5 separate regions of the Sus scrofa genome follow, and all the other regions are linked to region 3. The links are chromatin contacts, called in public HiChIP or PLAC-seq and promoter capture Hi-C maps. All regions are on one chromosome and are shown on one strand. Each heading gives the region's core, a stretch centred on a gene start, on an enhancer-like site or on the middle of the called end of the contact. The rest is flanking DNA. Distances are from core to core; before and after follow the strand shown.

Evidence for each region. Promoter capture Hi-C pulls out the DNA fragments that hold promoters and counts their contacts. HiChIP or PLAC-seq counts read pairs in DNA pulled down with a chosen protein or histone mark.
Region 1: an H3K27ac HiChIP or PLAC-seq map of alveolar macrophages shows a contact between it and region 3. The contact joins the promoter of FOSB here to the promoter of SNRPD2 in region 3. A contact is called at or near these places in 1 of 47 Hi-C or Micro-C datasets (liver) and 1 of 2 datasets of contacts at active chromatin or transcription factors (alveolar macrophages).
Region 2: a contact with region 3 is called in a promoter capture Hi-C map of fetal liver, with 2.3 times the contacts expected there. The contact joins the promoter of IRF2BP1 here to the promoter of SNRPD2 in region 3. A contact is called at or near these places in 2 of 5 promoter capture datasets (fetal liver and liver) and 1 of 47 Hi-C or Micro-C datasets (liver).
Region 4: an H3K27ac HiChIP or PLAC-seq map of alveolar macrophages shows a contact between it and region 3. The contact joins the promoter of VASP here to the promoter of SNRPD2 in region 3. A contact is called at or near these places in 1 of 5 promoter capture datasets (fetal skeletal muscle), 2 of 47 Hi-C or Micro-C datasets (embryonic fibroblasts and liver) and 1 of 2 datasets of contacts at active chromatin or transcription factors (alveolar macrophages).
Region 5: a contact with region 3 is called in an H3K27ac HiChIP or PLAC-seq map of alveolar macrophages. The contact joins the promoter of ERCC1 here to the promoter of SNRPD2 in region 3. A contact is called at or near these places in 1 of 47 Hi-C or Micro-C datasets (blood) and 1 of 2 datasets of contacts at active chromatin or transcription factors (alveolar macrophages).

Annotation. Positions count from the first base shown.
Region 1 is chr6:51,835,107-51,838,464 of Sscrofa11.1, reverse strand. FOSB (protein fosB) reads right to left here and starts at 1,685. Exons shown (of 5, transcript XM_021094557.1): 1 at 63-1,685. The coding sequence starts at 188.
Region 2 is chr6:52,198,676-52,202,213 of Sscrofa11.1, reverse strand. IRF2BP1 (interferon regulatory factor 2-binding protein 1) reads left to right here and starts at 2,004. Exons shown (of 1, transcript XM_003127228.4): 1 at 2,004-3,538. The coding sequence starts at 3,349.
Region 3 is chr6:52,040,627-52,043,880 of Sscrofa11.1, reverse strand. SNRPD2 (small nuclear ribonucleoprotein D2 polypeptide) reads left to right here and starts at 1,407. Exons shown (of 3, transcript NM_001243653.2): 1 at 1,407-1,482; 2 at 2,879-3,058. The coding sequence starts at 1,481. QPCTL (glutaminyl-peptide cyclotransferase like) reads right to left here and starts at 679. Exons shown (of 7, transcript NM_001243636.1): 1 at 440-679. The coding sequence starts at 649.
Region 4 is chr6:51,870,995-51,874,370 of Sscrofa11.1, reverse strand. VASP (vasodilator-stimulated phosphoprotein) reads right to left here and starts at 1,561. Exons shown (of 13, transcript XM_021094561.1): 1 at 368-1,561. The coding sequence starts at 372. It overlaps LOC110261012 (a long non-coding RNA gene), which reads left to right. Exons shown (of 4, transcript XR_002344692.1): 2 at 1,897-1,988. PPM1N (probable protein phosphatase 1N) reads right to left here. Exons shown (of 5, transcript XM_021094558.1): 5 at 3,225-3,376.
Region 5 is chr6:51,796,980-51,800,410 of Sscrofa11.1, reverse strand. ERCC1 (ERCC excision repair 1, endonuclease non-catalytic subunit) reads left to right here and starts at 1,853. Exons shown (of 9, transcript NM_001159309.1): 1 at 1,853-2,103. The coding sequence starts at 2,011.

The sequences.
Region 1 (3,358 bases), core at 436-2,935, 210 kb after region 3:
CCACCCTTGACTTCAAAAAATTTGTAAACCACAAAGCAGCACCTCAGCCCTCCAGAACTTACCTGAGAGGCGGCGGCGGTGGGTGGACTGCCGAAGGAGTCCACCGAAGACAGATACTGAGACTCGGCGGAGGGTGAAGAGCTGCACCGGGAGCCGGAGTCGTAGTCTCCGGGGAAAGCTTGAAACATTTCCCTGGGCACAGGGGGGCCCCTGTGACCACGCTGAGGTCGCCGGGAAGCCAAGGCTATGGCCGGGTGGGGGAAGAAAGGTGCGAGTCCGGGGTGAGCCGAGCGCGTCCCCCAAGTGCGCTGTCCGGGGAAACTCGAGGTGAGAGCAGCGTCCCGCTCCAACAATGGCAAAGTTTCTGTGTAATTCCTTTGCGGTGCCCAGGCCCCCACAAGATGCCGCTGTGCCTCCTGAAAGTCCCGGCTCCGTAGGACCAAGGGGCGATGGGGGATCGCTCCCCCAGGGGTGGAAAGCTCAGTCCTGCTGTACAGAATCTGCTTCGGGAGTGGTCCCCTCCACGCGTCCGGCGGGTCCCACAAGGGGGAAGGGAGTAATAAAGAAGACGAAAAAAAGTAAGTAGATCCTCCAAAAGAAAATGTAGAATTATCTAGAAGAAGCCGTCCAAAAACTTTCCGGAAAAAAAATAATAAAGCGAATTTCACAGCCCCCAAGAAGAAGAACCACAACAATCAAGTCCCAGCTCCGTGTGTCCCTGCCTTGGCCGTAGCTCTCAGTCTTATGAATGAAGCCCAGAGCAGCCTGTATTTATATGCCCGGGGCCCGGCCCTCTGCTTACGTCACCTGTCCGGCACTTCACAAACTTCTCAATATCTCCGGCCCTGGGAGCCGAGCCCCGCACCGACCGGTAAGAGGTCTGCCCTAACTTCGATCTGATCACCTGTATCACCCTTGTTGCCCTGGGGGTCTTGGGGGCTGCGTTCTGGAGCACTCGGCGGGAGGGGATCCCGGCCTGGTCTCCCCAAAGTTCCTGTGACGCAATTAGCCATATAAGGAGCTCGGCGCGAGAGGCTGAGTGTTTGTTTGGTATCCTAGCAATTACGTCAGAGGGAATCCCTCGCTAGCTCGCGCTCGCCTCGCGCGCCTGCGGAACCCGCCCGCGCCTGCGCAGTGCGGCGCCGCCCTGGGGGCTGGTATTAATAGGCTATTAAGCTGGTCCTGGGTAGGACCCCGGCGGAGAAGACCCCAGACCCCAGCTGGGGGGCGGAGGTCCCCTTTCACTTCTGGCTGCCGCTCCCACTTGTGGTGGTGCGGCGCCCTCTCTCGGGAGGAAGGTCGGCTCTTTAAAGGGAGACCCAGGCTAGTGTCGTGTGGTCACATAGGCGGAGAAACTGAGTCCAGAGCTGAGAGGGAGGAGCTGTGATGCTCCAGGTGAAAGTGGAGGTGGGAGTGGAGTCCCGAGGCTCCTACCAGCTTGTGCCCCGACTGGTTGTTCGCGCTTGAAAAATGGATTTCCTTTCGGAGCTTCAGCTTCACTTTTCCCAGAGTGGGGGGCAAAGGATGTGTGTCTTGGACCCTGCCGCCAGTCCCGCCCCGCCAAGGTTCAGCATTTGGGAGATACGCGAGTTTGGAGGGGATGGGTAATGAAACTCAGGGCGAAGTGTCCCTGCTGCTGATGGTGTGATTAATCTCTCCTTTCTGCTTTATAATCCTGTCTGCAATCAGAAAGAATGGGGGGGCATAATAAATAATAGTAGTCATGATGCTAATAGGTGCCATGAATTACCAAACCAGCTCTGTATTAAGCCTTTCAATACAATATTTACAGTTCTTAAAACAGCTTTGCATGGGTAAGAGAAGAAAATCCTCATTTTATAAAAGAGAAAATGATAGAGAAGTTGCAGCTTGCCCAAGATCCCATCGCAAGAAATGCAAACCCAGAATTCCTATTCTCTTTCTGAGTTCTGAGAACTGCCTGGTTCAGTGAAACGCCCTGAAAAAAGCCTGGGTGTTGGGATTGTTTGAGTAACAGCTTCTACTGATAGAAGTTACAAGTCTTGCAAACCTACCCCTGTCCGCTCACAGTGTACACTGTTATAACGCAGGCTTAGAGGGGCAAATTGCTTACCTGGCCACCCAGTTTGGAAATGGGTTCAAGAGTCTAATTAGGGTATTTCAGACACCACAGCCTCCATCTCTTAGGCACCCGCCTGTACAGATCTCACCAGCTGCTTCATAAACCTGGGTTCCTGGCACTCCCCTCTCAGGGCACAGAGGGAGAAGCACTTTAAAACTGTGGAATTCCCACAGGCCCAGAGATGGGGAGGACCTGCCTCATCATCACATAGCAGGTCTGAAGCGGAGCAAGAGGGCTTGGGTGGTTCCTGACTCCTAGGACGTTTCGATTCCCTGTCCCAGTAGTGGGGAGGGGGGAGGGGGCTGCGGAAGGCCAAAGGGGCATGGGGGCAGCACAGGGAGGTTGAGTTTTCCAGACAAAAGCCCAGCCTCAAACACCTTGTTCCTCCACGCCCCCTCTGTCTGTCACCAGTCTGGGAGTAGGGACAGGGACGAGGAGATGACACAGCAACCACCAGCAGGCAGTGACTCGGCCCCAGCATCAGACAGGGAGTGACCCCTCGTTCCTGTGCCATCCAAGCCCCTCATCTCCTCTCCCACGGAATAAGGGAGACACACCAGTACCTACCCTGGCCGCCCGGAGGCCTTCACACCCTGGCCCAGGTGGCCCCTGCATCCCCACAGCAGCCAGCACGTACTCACAGGGTCACACCCAGGCATTCAGACATTCACCTCCAGGCAGCAACACACACACGGCCACATGGAGAAACAGATTCCACACACACACGCACACACACACCTTCATGTGGTTCCCAACACATGTGACACTATCCTCACTACAGATGCACATGGGTGCTCTTCATACACAATTACAAGAGTTAGTTCTTCCGAGCACTCATATTAACTTATTTAATTCTCACAACACTACTCTGAAGTAGGAACTATCATTTTTCAGGCAAGGAAACGGAGACCCAGAGAGGTGAAGTCACTTGCCTAGAGTCACACAGCAAATTAGTGGTGGAGCTGGGATAAAAATGTAGCCTATGGGGCTTAAGAGCCCATGCTTTTAATTATTGTTTAGTAAGTTATGAGAGTTCCTGTTGTGGCTCAGTGGGTTATGAACCCAACTAGTATCCATGAGGATGCAGGTTCGATCCTTGGCCTTGCTCAGCAGGTTAAGGATCCCGAGTTGCCCTGAGCTGTGGTGTAGGTCACAGACACTGCTCAGATTCCATGTTGCCATGACTGTGGCATAAGCTGGCAGCTCTGCTCCTATTCTCTGACTCGACCCCTAGCCTGGGAACTTCCATATGCTGCG
Region 2 (3,538 bases), core at 755-3,254, 160 kb before region 3:
CAGTGGGTTGAGAACCCGACTGGTATCCATGAGGATGCAGGTACCATCCGTGGCCCACTCAGTGGGTTAAGGATCCGGCGTCGCCACAAGCTGTAGCTAGGTAGCAGATGGGGCTTGGATCTAGCGTTGCTGTGGCTGTGGCCTAGCTTGGCAGCTGCAGTTCGGATTTGACCCCTGGCCTGGGAACTTATATATGCCACAAGTGGGGCCCAAAAAATAAAACAAACGATGTAGGAGCCTCTACTTCCTACAGCTACAGTCTGTTCATCCTTCAGGTCACAGCTCAAATATCACCTCCTCAGGAAAGCCTTTCCTGACACTCCTTAACCCCCCAGCAGTTATAAAAGAAATGCGTATGAATAATCCTTTAAGTAAATTTAAATTGAATGATTGCCTCCATTAGCAGAAAGAGTCTTGTCAGGACATGGCCTGAGCCTGGCTTAGCCACTGCTGTGTCCTCAGCATCGCCCAACGTAGAGTGTGAATCTTTGAAGTAATGGGAACTTAGAGACAACTCACATTTATAGTATTCCTTTTCTGGGCCAGGCACCAAGCTAAGCATTTATATGCATGTTTGCATTTTAACCTGAAGGTACTCGATGAAAAGCAGATTCTACGGGGTCTTCATTTTTTTCCTGAGAAGTTTAGAGACTTGCCCTAAATTTGTCCGGTGACAATCCAGTTCATCTCAAGGCAGCATCTGGCCAAAACTCCTTACTCCCACTACTGTTAACTAAAGCTGGTTAAGGATCCAGGGTTATCACTGCAGTAGCTTGGGTCACTGCTATGGCACCAGTTCCATCCCTAGCCTCCATATGCCACAGGAAGCAGCCCTAGAGAAAGCAAAAAGACCAAAAAAAAAAAAAAAAAAAAAAAAAAAAAAAAAAGGCCCAAAGACAATTTTAGGAGATACATGGATGGCCTTTTTAATGGCTCTATATGTACACAGGTTTTTTTTGTTGTTCGTTTATTTATTTTTTGCTTTTTTTTTTTTTTTTAAAGGCCGCACCTGCAACATGTGGAAGTTCCCAGGCTAGGGGTCAAATCAGAGGTGCAGCTACTGCCCTATGCCGCAACAACGCCAGATTGGAGCCCCATCTGCAACCTATGCTGCAACTTGTGGCAATGCCGGATCTTTAACCCTCTGAGCCTGGCTAGGGATCGAACTGGCATCCTTATGAATACTAGTCGGGTTTGTTACTGTTGAGCCACGACAGGAACTCCATATATACGTAATTTTAACTTATTTTATAAAAATGTGTACAGCACACACAAAAAAGTATAGTACATAAAACCCATGATTATGGGAGTTCCCGTCGTGGCGCAGTGGTTGACGAATCCGACTAGGAACCATAAGGTTGCGGGTTCGATCCCTGCCCTTGCTCAGTGGGTTAATGATCCGGCGTTGCCGTGAGCTGTGGTGTAGGTTGCAGACGCAGCTCCGATCCCGCGTTGCTGTGGCTCTGGCGTAGGCTGGTGGCTATGGCTCCGATTCGACCCCTAGCCTGGGAACCTCCATATGCCACGGGAGTGGCCCAAGAAATAGCAAAAAGACCAAAAAAAAAAAAAAAAAAAAATCCAACCCATGATTATGCACATACTGCTTAGGATGGAGCAGAAATAAACTTCTTTTTCTCGGGAATCAACTTCAAGAAAAATGTCAAAATAATACAAGTCGTGAACAAAATTGTGAAGCTGAGACTGCAAATCAGACCTGCTATGGTTGCAGTGGAATAAGGGAGAGTTGGCAGGTATTCCCTGATTAGTTTGAAAACCACTAATGAGTGCAACTCACAAATAATTCAAAATATTTTTGAGCGCTTAACAGGAACCTAGGCCTAAAGAGGGGAAGAGGCTGACGTGGGTTAGAGTCTGGAGACCCTTCTCCACCCTCCACATACCCACGCTTCCAAGCCTGCCCTGCGGGGTGCGGTCGCCAGGAAGAAAACACGGGGGTCCCCATAGCCTGCATAGGCCTAGATGGTAGTAAGCAATCAGGGTTGGAGAAGGGTGGTCTAGCTCTTGTTCTCCCCAGAAACTAAGCACCCCCCACCCCCAACTTTGCCATCCCTGCCCTCCTTCCCTTCCTCAACATTAATGAGCCATACAGGGTGAGGGTCCTTTCAATTTGGTGCTGGGAAAACATGGAAACACCTTCCATAAATTGCGCGCGCGCTGGGGGGGGGGGGGGGGACTGTAAGGACAGACAGCGGGAATCGGGAAGGCCTCCCCCAACCTTCCAGACTGCGGAAGTGCGTCAGCTTGTTGGCCCCGCAGGGCATTTTGGGAATTGTAGTGAAGTTGGGAGGGGGGCGGTGACACTGACGGTGTAACCCTTTGGAGACCAGAGCGCTTTGGCAGGGCTGGAACAGAATTGGGGGCGCCCCACCACTCCCTTCAGCAGATAAGGCAGCTGAGGCTGGCAACTTCAGTTCTCTCCTTTCTCCGGATGTTGCTGGCTCCAATCAGAGGCTGCCATTCAAGATTTGGGGCAAGAAGAAGTGCCAAGTGAACAGCCCTGCCCAACGCTTAAGTTGCCTGCTTCCCGTCCCCCTGTCCTGAAACCTTCCAATCAAGACCCCTCCGCCCCGCCCCAGGAGCGACTGCCTCCGTAGCCAGTCATTGGCCCACCTTTGAAGGGCGGGAATTGAGCTTCAGAGAAGGCAAGATTTTTGCCTAAAGCCGCACAGCAAGTCGGAACAGAAGCTGGATGCCCGGAAGCCTGTCCACCTCCTACAATTTTTGAGTCCGTCGTGGCGCTCGCCATTTGTATCACATCCCTGTTTCCAACCCTTGTGCTCGAAATGCTCGGAGCAAGCCAAACTCCCTGCCCCGCGGCGACGAGTGGTAAAGGTCGCGCAGCGGCGAGCCCGCGCCGTCCTCTGCTGCCTGCCGTCCCCTTTAAGAGCCGGCCCCGGCGGGACTACGTTTCCCAGAAGGCTTTGCCGGCGCGTTATGTAACTTTCCCTGCGAAACGGCCTCTGGGGCAGAAGGAGGTGGAGGCGGCGGTGGCAGCCGTTGGAGCGGAGGTGGCGGGAGCGGCGGGAGCCCGAGGCGGCGGCGCTCGCGGCCCATCGCGGGGCCCGAGCTGTGCGCCTCGGCCCGGAGCCCGGAGCAGGCTGGGGCGCCGACGTACCTTTGCCTGCCTTTTCGAGGAGGCGGGAGTGAGGAAAAAGGCTTAGGGCCCGGGGGGCGGGGAAGGGGGGCCGGGCCTGGATCCGCGGGGAGGCCGAGCCAGAGGCCCGACTGTGGCTCGCGCGGTCCTGGGGACACAAATCGAACGTCGGCAGTGCGGATCGAACGGCGGCGGGTGGATTGAGGGGTCCTGAAGGCGCGCGTTTGGGGGCTATGGCGTCCGTGCAGGCGTCCCGCCGCCAGTGGTGCTACCTGTGCGACCTGCCCAAGATGCCGTGGGCCATGGTGTGGGACTTCAGTGAGGCCGTGTGCCGCGGCTGCGTGAACTTCGAGGGCGCAGATCGCATCGAGCTGCTCATCGATGCTGCCCGCCAGCTCAAGCGCAGCCACGTGCTCCCCGAGG
Region 3 (3,254 bases), core at 158-2,657:
CATTTCAACTCTACCCCGGGGGCTGTCATCCCTAAAAAGCCCCGGCTCCTCTTCCTAATGGCAGATTCCAGCATCAGAGGTTTCTAGGATAAATCCTAGACTCGGGAAAGTCTACCCAAGCCCATCCGGTATAGCCCACCGCAATCCTGATGGGAGAAATCGAAGCCCAACGAGAGGAAGAGACTTCCAAACAGCTGACTTTAGGATTAGAACCCAGAACTCCCAGGCTTACTACTCCAGACCCTTCCTCTTACGGTGCAACCGCTATTATAGAAAAAGCCCGAAGCCTCATTGCATTGGAAAGGGGCATGCGCTCTAACGACGAAGATCGCGGCACCTGCGGCTAGGGCCCCACGATAACGATAAAGCCACGTCAACCTGAGACTTTGAGGAGGGGGAGGCGGGGAATAAGGGCTCCCCTGTCCCCGTCCGGCCTCACCCGCATCTCCCGGCCCAGAGGCAGCTCCTCAGTCTGGCGGTGCCAGCCGCTCCAAATGGTATAGAACACCGAGGCCACCGCCAGCGCCAGCAACAGCAGGGGCAACAGCTGCGCCCGCGGTAGCAGGCGGCGCTTGGGCGGTGAGGGTGGCTCCAAAAGGCCGCGTTCCCCAAGCCGTAGCCGGGGCCGCCCGCGGCCCCCTGAACGCATGGCAGCTTCGCCCTGAAACCGGTCGGGGACTGCGGATGGAGTTTAGGCCAGCCAAGTCCCACCCCATGGAATCACCGGACCAATAAGCAACAAGAGCGGCTGCACCAACCCACCCTTCAGCAAGCAGTAAAGCCAATGGGGACTTTCGTACTGAGGACACGCCTCCCTGTCTCCCTGAAGCTTAAGGGTTGGTTCCCCTGAGGGTTGCACAACCCAAAAGGGAGCGCGAAAGAGGTAGGCACCGCCTCAGCGGAAGAGGGGAAGCCAATGAGAAGCATTTGATCCTAGAAAACAGCCGACCTCCTGGGCGCGGGTCCACGCCCCTCCCGGATGTAAGCAAAGGATTGGTTATTCCAAGTCCAAAGGATTAACAAACACATAAACGGACGGTCCCCTAAGTAGAAGAGGAGGTATCCATCCCTGAAGCGAGGAGCCGATTGGCTTCGTGGATGCCGCGCCCCCGAAGGCAGGGCCGGCGGGCATTTGGAAATGGCTTGTCCTTTCCCTCCTTCAACCTGTGCGGTTCTACAACGAAATGGTTTGAATAAGTCCTGCTTTCTCTTCCTCTCCATCGTCAATATCTGCCCGGTACAGTCCTGAATGGCCTCAAAGTAGTACGTAAGAGTTTTACCCTACAGCCGCCTGTGGCGAGCAGAGATCGCTATGGCAACAGGCCACGCCCCACCCACTAGCTGTGTTTGCGCAAGCGCCCACGGAAGTGGGCCTCAGGAAGCGGAAGTCCCGCCCTTCTCGCTCCTTTCAGAGGGCGAAGAAGCAACGCGGAGACGGTGGTGACTGGAGTGCGCGGTCGCGACAACTACTGCCACCGCCATGTGAGGCCGGGCTAGGCTTAGGTGGCAGGAGTGGGTTGAGGGTGTAAATCTGGCCACTTGCCGGTGGAAGGGGGTGGGCAGAGCCTGGGGCGGAAGCAAACATTTTCGGGGTAAAGTGGCGTACGTTACCGATGAGTTTGAGAACAGATGTGGGGCCTTTTTCGGATCCTGACTTTAGGAGCAGGAGCAGCTTTATCAGATAACGGGCTGGGCTTTCCCAAATAATTAGTCTTACTGAAGCGAATGTTAAGGGGAAGCGATGTACGAAAATGGAACCTGGGAGAGGGGAGTACGGACATGTGGGGAAGAACGATTTGAAGTGAGGATCTTATCAGGGTAATTTGAGCTGGAGACGGTTAGCCTTTTGACCTTATTCGTCGTTATCATGGGTCTCGAGTTATCGGAAGGATTTTACTTACGTATTCATGCAACAATTATTTATTGAGTGTTCATATGTCAGGCTTCTTTAGACACAGAATATGTTAGTGAATTACCCCACTCCCCCAAGGGAAAAAATTCCATTTTGCATTTTATGGGTTGGGTTGAGCCAGGCAATAAATGTAAAGGTAAAATATATGGTGTGTTAGGTGACCGGGGCTATGAATGAAGAAACAGTAGAGCAGGGTAAAACAATGTGGAATGCCAGTTTTGAGAGACAGGACACATGAAGAAGGGAGCAACTGGAGCAGAAAGCTGGAGAAAGTGAGCGCACAAAGATATTTAGGGACGTATCCAGGTAAAGGGGGAAAAGCAAATGCAGAAGCCTAAGAAGAAAGTTGCTGAAAATCTTCCAAGACACCCCTCTGGATGGAACGGAGTGAGAGAAGGCAGCGGATAAAGGGTTTTTACTTTCTACATTGAGATAGGAGCCTCAAGAGAGTTTCGCAGAGTGAGATGATATGACTTGGACCTTGGCACCAACCAGAGACTGCTCTGTGAAGAGCAAACTTGGAGAGCATGGGTGGAGGTAGGGAGACCATTACGGCTCTAGGAGAGAGTCGATGGAGGTTAAGCCATGGTGAGAAGTGGTCAGATTCCGATATATTTGAGAGGCAGGGATGATGGGATTTGCCAGCAGATTGAATGTAGGATGTGAGAGTAAGAAGAGTCAAGTTGACGTTAGAGGTTTTGCTCAAAGACATAGCAAGATGGAGTTGCCATGGATGGAGACGAAGGCAGCTGTAGGTAGATTAAGTTTGGGGGTACCGCGGGGCCTGGTGTTCAGCCTAGGACGTGCAAGCTTGGAACTGTCTATTAGGCAGCTGTGTGGTGATGCTAAGAGAGAGGACTGAGCCGGAGGGTGGGTGTGTTGGGGAGACAGTGAGCGAGAGGGCATGACCACCCAGGCTCTGGCTCCAGGCCCTGTCACCTATGAGTTCCATACTTGCCCACTCAGGAGCCTCCTCAACAAGCCCAAGAGTGAGATGACGCCAGAGGAGCTGCAGAAGCGGGAGGAGGAGGAGTTTAACACGGGGCCGCTGTCCGTGCTCACACAGTCGGTCAAGAACAACACCCAAGTGCTCATCAACTGCCGCAACAACAAGAAGCTCCTGGGCCGCGTGAAGGCCTTTGACAGGTGAGCACCTGGGTCTGGGGAGGTGGTCTGTCCTGGCCTGGAGAAGCAGTCCCAGCTCTAGTCTGAGGAGCCTGGATTCTAGGTTTCTTAGAAGCCTGGGGCATAAGCGTCTGAAGGTGGGGTTCCTGTCATGTCTCAGTGGTTAACGAACCCAACCAGTATCCATGAGGACACAGGTTCGATCCTTGGCCTTCCT
Region 4 (3,376 bases), core at 312-2,811, 170 kb after region 3:
AATCTCTCCTGGGGCCGGCTAAGATTTGGGGGGAGTCTGAGCCCTGCCTAAATCCCAGCCTCCCGGCCGGGAGTACCTAACAACTTAGAAGTCCTCCGAAAAAGTCTTTTAAAAATTCGGGAGTCCTCGGAGCGCCCCCAAATCTGAGGGCTCCCGGGAGAACCTCACCGGCACCACCCGGAGCCTTGGGAATCAAGGGAAAGTGATCAATATTTGGAGCCCGTCCAAGGGGGATCGGCCTCAAATTCGAGGCTCCCAGTGCCCTGTCCCTAAATTCCAGCCCGGAGCAAGCTGGGGGGAGGGGGACAAAGGCGGGGCGGGATCCCGCGCCGGGCAGGGAAGGGTCTAGAGGCAGTTCGAGGCTCACCTCATGGCTGCTCGGCTGGCGGGCGGAGCGCCCACGGGGTAGGTGCTCCCGGGGCGCCCCTGGCTCGAGGTTCAGGGGTTCGGGGCTGGCTCCAGGTTCTGCTCAGTCTCCCCCAGGGTCCCGCCCCATAGAGTCCGGCTTCCTGGGGGGAACGTGGACAGGGCCGGCGCGGATCCTCAGGCGCCTCCTCCCTTTGGGGAGCTGATCCGGGGTCCTTGCGGCAGAAAGGGGGTGCGGCGTCCCCTCCCCGGCGCGCCCCCTCAGCTGGCGGCGGCTACAATGTTACTCTTACTACTGTACTTCTCTTCGCTACATTTCGTTCCAAAATTCCACTCCCCGCACCCACAATGCCCTGCGCCTTAAAGGGGCCGCGGACACCTCCAGGCTGTGGGATTGGAGGGTGGAGGGTGCTTAAAAGGGCAACGCGGAACCTTAGACTTCCGCTATTTCCCTCTTCCCCAACGTTATTGCACAGCGATGCACTCTGGGGAGTCACCCCCAAATTAGGGGGGCAAGCTTGTTGGGGGGGAAGGGATCCTTCCTTCATCCTTAGTTCTCTCTCATGATAGAAATTCTCTGGGGACTCTCAGTGGGGGCACAATCTCTTCTCACCCTCCCCATCGACTTCTCCATTTCTTTACATTCTACTCAGTGTGGGGGGCGAGAAGGACCCTCTGGTTAAGCATAGATTCAAATTTTCTCCCTTAAATCCTACCTTCGGACCTCCCCCAACGTCTCTCTCCTCCGCCCGTTTATGAAGCTCTACTAAGGGGTGCACCCCCCCCTCCGAGGAGGGGGATGGGTGAGGAGGGGCCCCACCTCCTTCGTTGCCGCCCCCCCCACCGCGCCCGCCCAGGGAAGGTGAGGAGGAAGTGGGCCGAGGGGGCGCGGCTGGCCGCTGACTCACAGCCGCAGGGTGTGGGGGGGGGCGGGGGGAGGGGAGGTGCGGTGCAGGACCTGAGTGGGAATGGGACTCCTGGTCCCGCTGCGAATAAGGCCCACGACCCCCTCCCCACGCACTCCCCGCCGTGACTCAGTTTCGTCGGCGGATGATGGCGGGATCATCCAACAATCCGAGGACACGGAGGTGGGGGGACTCTCCCTAGCGCCTGATCCCGCGAGCCCCCACCCCCACGCGCCAGCTTGGGGCTGAGTCCCTACACCCTTCCCGGGCGTCCGCAGCGGGTCCCTCAGGCTCCGCCCCACGTGACGTCACCAACACGGTCATGCCCCTCCCGTAGAGCGCCACCTGGCCTGGGTTAGATGCCCTAGGCTGGTGTGGGAGCCTGGGAAATCATCAGTTCCACTTTTCGAAATGGGTAAACTGAGGTCTGGAGGCAGGTTGTAAGTATGGGCTCAGCATTCTTGCCTGAGCCTCCTAAAACTCCACTGGTGCCTGGGTGCAAGGTATGCGTGTAAAACAAACAGCTCAGGGCAGAGCCGAGGAGGTGAGGAAGTTAACCTTCCCAGCCTTTTTCCAAGCTGAATCTGCTGCCTGGGTGCCGTCCTGACCTTCACGTCATTTCTAGGCTGTGCTCTGTCGTTAAACCTTCTCTGAAGAATGGAGTGATCCTCTTCCCTTTTCCACTTCACTCTGGGAGACCTTGAACCCCGATCTACGGTAGGATACAGTTGTTTTGGTGTGTTTCCTCAGGCTGTGGGTTCTTTGTGGACAGAGGCAAACTTGATGGCTTTCTGGGTCTTACTAACCCAGCAAAGCAGCTCAACACACATGTACCCAACTGCATGAGAACCCCAGTTCTGTGTGACCGCCGGCAAGTCCTTTCTCTTTTCTAGGTCTCAGCTTTCCCATCTGTGAAATGGAAGGGGTGTCACTTCTGTGTGGCCACCTGGACTAGAGTCAGCAAACTTTTTTTTTTCTTTTTTCATTTCTGGCCCAGGCAGCAGCATGAGGAAGTTTCCAGGCCAGGGATTGAAGCTAAGCCACAGCAGTAACCAGAGCCACAGCAATGATAGCGCTGGGTCCTTAACCCACTAAGCCGCCAGGGAACTCAGCAACCTTTTTCTATAATCATCCAAATAGTATATATTTTAGGCATATTAGGCATAAGCTCTCTTTTGCATCTTCTTTTTTGAAAAACAACACTTTAAAAATGTAAAAACCATTCTTAGCTCAGGTGCTATACAAAACAGATAGCAAGACCCCTTACTCCAGAGAAACTCCTGCATATGCACACAGGAGCTCAATCAAGGATCTATCTGACAGCACTGATGTAAGGGCAAGAAAATTGGAAAGAGCCAAAATGCCCATCAAGAAGGTGATGGATAGCGAGTAAGGTGCCTAAGTGGCATGAAAGATGTCTTTAACACACTATTGAGTAAAAAAACCAAATTGCCAAGTGATACATAGGGTATGAAAAATATCTAGGCAACACCGCAGGTACCGTATACATGTGCGTACATGCCCAATAGAAGATCTGGAAAAATCTACTCCAGACTCACTGCAGTGGTTACCAATAGGACAGAGCATGGGATTGTGGCAGGTTTGATGGTCATAATCTCAAGCCTCATCTTGAAAATGCCAAGTTTAGTCTTGCCACTAAGCTTTCACAATGGCTGTTTCTTCTGCCTTGGGACACTCTTCTCTAGGGTTTTTGCATGGCTGTCTAGTTCCTGCTCAGCTTTCCCCTCCTTAGCGGTCTCACCTGATGTCCCTTGTCTAAAGCAATCATGCCCAGGTGGGAAAAAAAGTTGTTTTTTTTTTCTTTTTAGGGCCACATCTGCAGCATATGGAAGTTCCCAGGCAAGGGGTTGAATCAGAGCTACAGCTGCCAACCTAAGCCACAGCCACAGCCACACTGGATCTGAGCCTCATCTGTGACCTACACCACAGCTCATGGCAATGTCAGGTCCTTAACCCACTGAGGGAGACCAGAGATTGAACCTGCATCCTCATGAATACTTCATGTTCTTAACCTGCTGAGCTAACATGGAAACTCCCCCCAGGTGGAAAATTGAGTGGCTATGGGGCAGGGGATGGAAGAAAGA
Region 5 (3,431 bases), core at 604-3,103, 240 kb after region 3:
AGCTTCTGCTTGCCATAGGCAAGACCAAAAATAAAATAAAATAGAATAGAATAAACTAAAAGGCTCATATGGATTAAAGATAGAAACAAAATCAAAACTAGTAAAGTATTAAAAGTAATAATTGACTTTATTTATGAACTTGAGGTATGCAGAGTCTCTTAAACACACCAAAAGTGAGTCAGGATGGAAGAGATTGATAAATAGGTGCAAATAAACACTAAGAACTTCTTTTTTTGCTTTTTAGGGCCGCACCCTGCAGCATATGAAGCTTCCCAGGCTGGGAGTCGAATCAGAGCTACAGCTGCTGGCTTCCGCCACAGCCACAGCAACGCTGGATCTGAGCCTTGTCTGCGACCTACACCACAGCTCACAGCAACGCTAGATCCTTAACCCACTGAGCGAGGCCAGGGATCGAACCTGTGTCCTCATGAATGCGAGTCAGATTTGTTAACCACCGAGTCCCGATGGGAACTCTCAACACTAAGAACTTCTGTGTGACAAAGATAAATTATAAAATGCAAACCATAAGGATGCATTTGGAACATATGTAACTAACAATTAGAATTGGAATCTGTAAAGTACTCCTACAAATGAACAGTAATAAAAAAGGCATAAAACCCCATGAAAAAAATGGGCAAAGGATATGAGCAAGCAACTCACAGAAAACAAAGTGTTTAAGACCAATAAACTCACAAAAAAGTGTTCTCTCTTCTTAGTAATGAGAGAGTTGCTAGTTAGAACAGCGTGATACTATCCTTTCAGGAAATGACTAATACTAACTCATCAACCAGGTCTCTGCCCAGATGTCCTTTCCTCTAGGAAGCTCTTCCTGGCGTTCTGGCTGGGTTACGTGACCCCCTCGCCACCTCCTCCCTGGCCCTCTGGGGTCTCCTATCTCAGCCCTGCCCACCCTGGTTTGTCGCGGTTTGGGAACAGGTCTGCCCCTAAAAATGCGTTGTAAGCTCCAGGAGGGCAGAGCGGAGCTAACGTTATGATGGGTCACCGATGTGTCGCTAGCACTGCCTCACACATGGCTGGGAACAGGAAGGCCCTCCAGGAATATGTGTGGAATAAGGGAATGAATGAAGGGGGAAACAGGTCAAGTCAATGACAAAGCTGGGATTCAAACCCAAGTCTGTCCTGAGAGAGGAACCTAGTGTGGTTGATAGCCCGCCATCTCTTCTTCGCTAAGCCCTGTCCAGAGTCCGGGCACACAAGAAGCGTTCAATAAGGGCACTGAAAGCAAACTGCTTGGCATCGAGAGATGCTCAGACCCAGAGGCAGTGGGCTCTCTCCAACCCCAAACTCAGCAGTCCTCCAAAACCATAGAGAGCTGCGCGGGGAACGCCCCTCTCGATGCTCTCACCCTTAGGGGAACGTTGGGAGTTGGCTGGAGGGCTAGAGAGGCCGGAAGTGCAGCGAGCCCGGGGCCGCGCTGGCCGCGCCGGCGGTGGGACGCCTCGATCTCCCTCCAGTCTTCCCAATGCTCAGGGCCTAGGAGGTGAGTCCTCGGGGTGCTGCGACCACAGGACTGGGGCTAGAGGTGCGGCGGGTGGAGATAGCCTGTGGCGAGTGGCAGCCGCAGAAGCCAATCAGCCGTTTCAGTGGCTGAGTGATGGAGGAGATGGGGCGAGGGGAGGGCATCCAGGTGCGAGCCTTGAGGGGGCAGGGCGGTCGGAGGGTCGGGGACAGTGTGGTCGCACCTGGCAAACGGAAGGCGGAGAACCGTGAGGGCGGGGCGAATAAAAAAGTAGGGGCTCTGAGGCGCGAGGCAAACGGAAAGAGAGGCTCCGTAAGGGGCGGGGCGAGCCGGAGGTGGTGGGTGGATCGATGGGGCGGGGCCTTCGAGATACTGCGCGCAAGGTGTCTGGAGCTGGACCGTATGGACTCCTGGGATTTCGGAGTGGGGATGGCTGTGACTGGGTGTTCCTCCCGGGGTGATGGGAATGCCGATCTCGTACTTGCTGCCGATGCTACGCCTTCATTTTCAGACCCCAGAAGGACCTTGCGATGGACGAAGAGGGAGGCCAGAAGCCGGCTGCCTCACCCACAAGGAAGAAATTCGTCATACCACTGGACGAGGATGAAGTCCCTCCTCCTGGGGTAGGACTAGGAGATGAAGGGACTGCTAGGAGGCTTGGAGGGGGGCGGTCTGCGGAGAAAGGGGGACAGGATGGGGCCTTTGGGACCACAGTGTGGGTTAGAAAGTGTTGGGGCCTGGGTCACCTTGAGAAAACAGTCCTTTGCCCTCTGCAAGTCTCATTTTCTCTACCTGTAAAATGTCATGGTCAGGAGCGCTAAGGCAGAGGCCACAAACTGGCAGCTGGGCAATAGTCCTGCGATATGGTTTATGCAGCCAGCACCCTGGTTCTGCAAGGCATGAATTCATTGCTGATATTTAAGAATTGGAGGAGTTCCTGTCGTGGCTCAGTGGTTAGCGAATCCGACTAGGAACCATGAGGTTGTGGGTTTGATCCCTAGCCTTGCTCTGTGTGTTAAGGATCTGACGCTGCCATGAGCTGTGGTGTAGAGGTTGCAGACGTGGCTCGGATCCCGCGTTGCTGTGGCTGTGGTGTAGGCTGGCAGCTATAGCTCCGATTCGCCCCCTAGCCTGGGAACCTCCATATGCCACCGGAGTGGCCCTAGAAATGGCAAAAAGACAAAAAAAAAAAAAAAAAAAAAGAATTGGAAGGTTCGGAGTTCCCGCTGTGGCGCAGGGGGTTAAGAACAGGACGGCAGCAGCTAGGGTCGTTTTGGAGGTGCGGGTTGGATCCCAGACTGGATGCAGTGGGTGAAAGGAATTTCGCATTACTGCAGCTTTGGCTCAGATTCAGTCCCTGGCCTGGAAACTTCCATATAAAGTGGCTGCGGCCATTAAAAAAAAAAAAAAGAATAATTGAAAGTTTTTTTTTTTTAAAGTCTGCACCTTTGAGGAGTTCCTGTTGTGGCGCAGTGGAAATGAATCCGATTAGGAACCATGAGGTTGCAGGTTTGATCCCTGGCCTCACTCAGTGGGTTAAGGATCCCACGTTGCTGTGAGCTGTGGTGTAGGTCACAAATGCGGCTCAGATCTGGTGTTGCTGTGTCTGTGGTGTAGGCCAGCAGCAACAGCTTCGGTTCGACCTCTAGCCTGGGAACCTCCATATGCAGCGGGTGTGGCCCTAAAAAGACAAAAGACAAAAAATAAAATAAAAAAAGTAAAGTCTGGACCTTTGACCTCTTTTGGTAAATAAAGGATCTCATTCCCACAGCTAAGTACTGGCTGCTACCTATGTGCAATAAAGAAAAAGAAGGTAGGCTAAGGATATAGGGTGTGATGGGGAGAAGAGCTACCTTGAAACAGTCAAGGGAGGGCTTCTTGGAGGAGATGATGCCTGTGCAGGGATGTGCAAGAGATAAGAGAATGAGCTATGTGACGTCAGAGGGGAGAG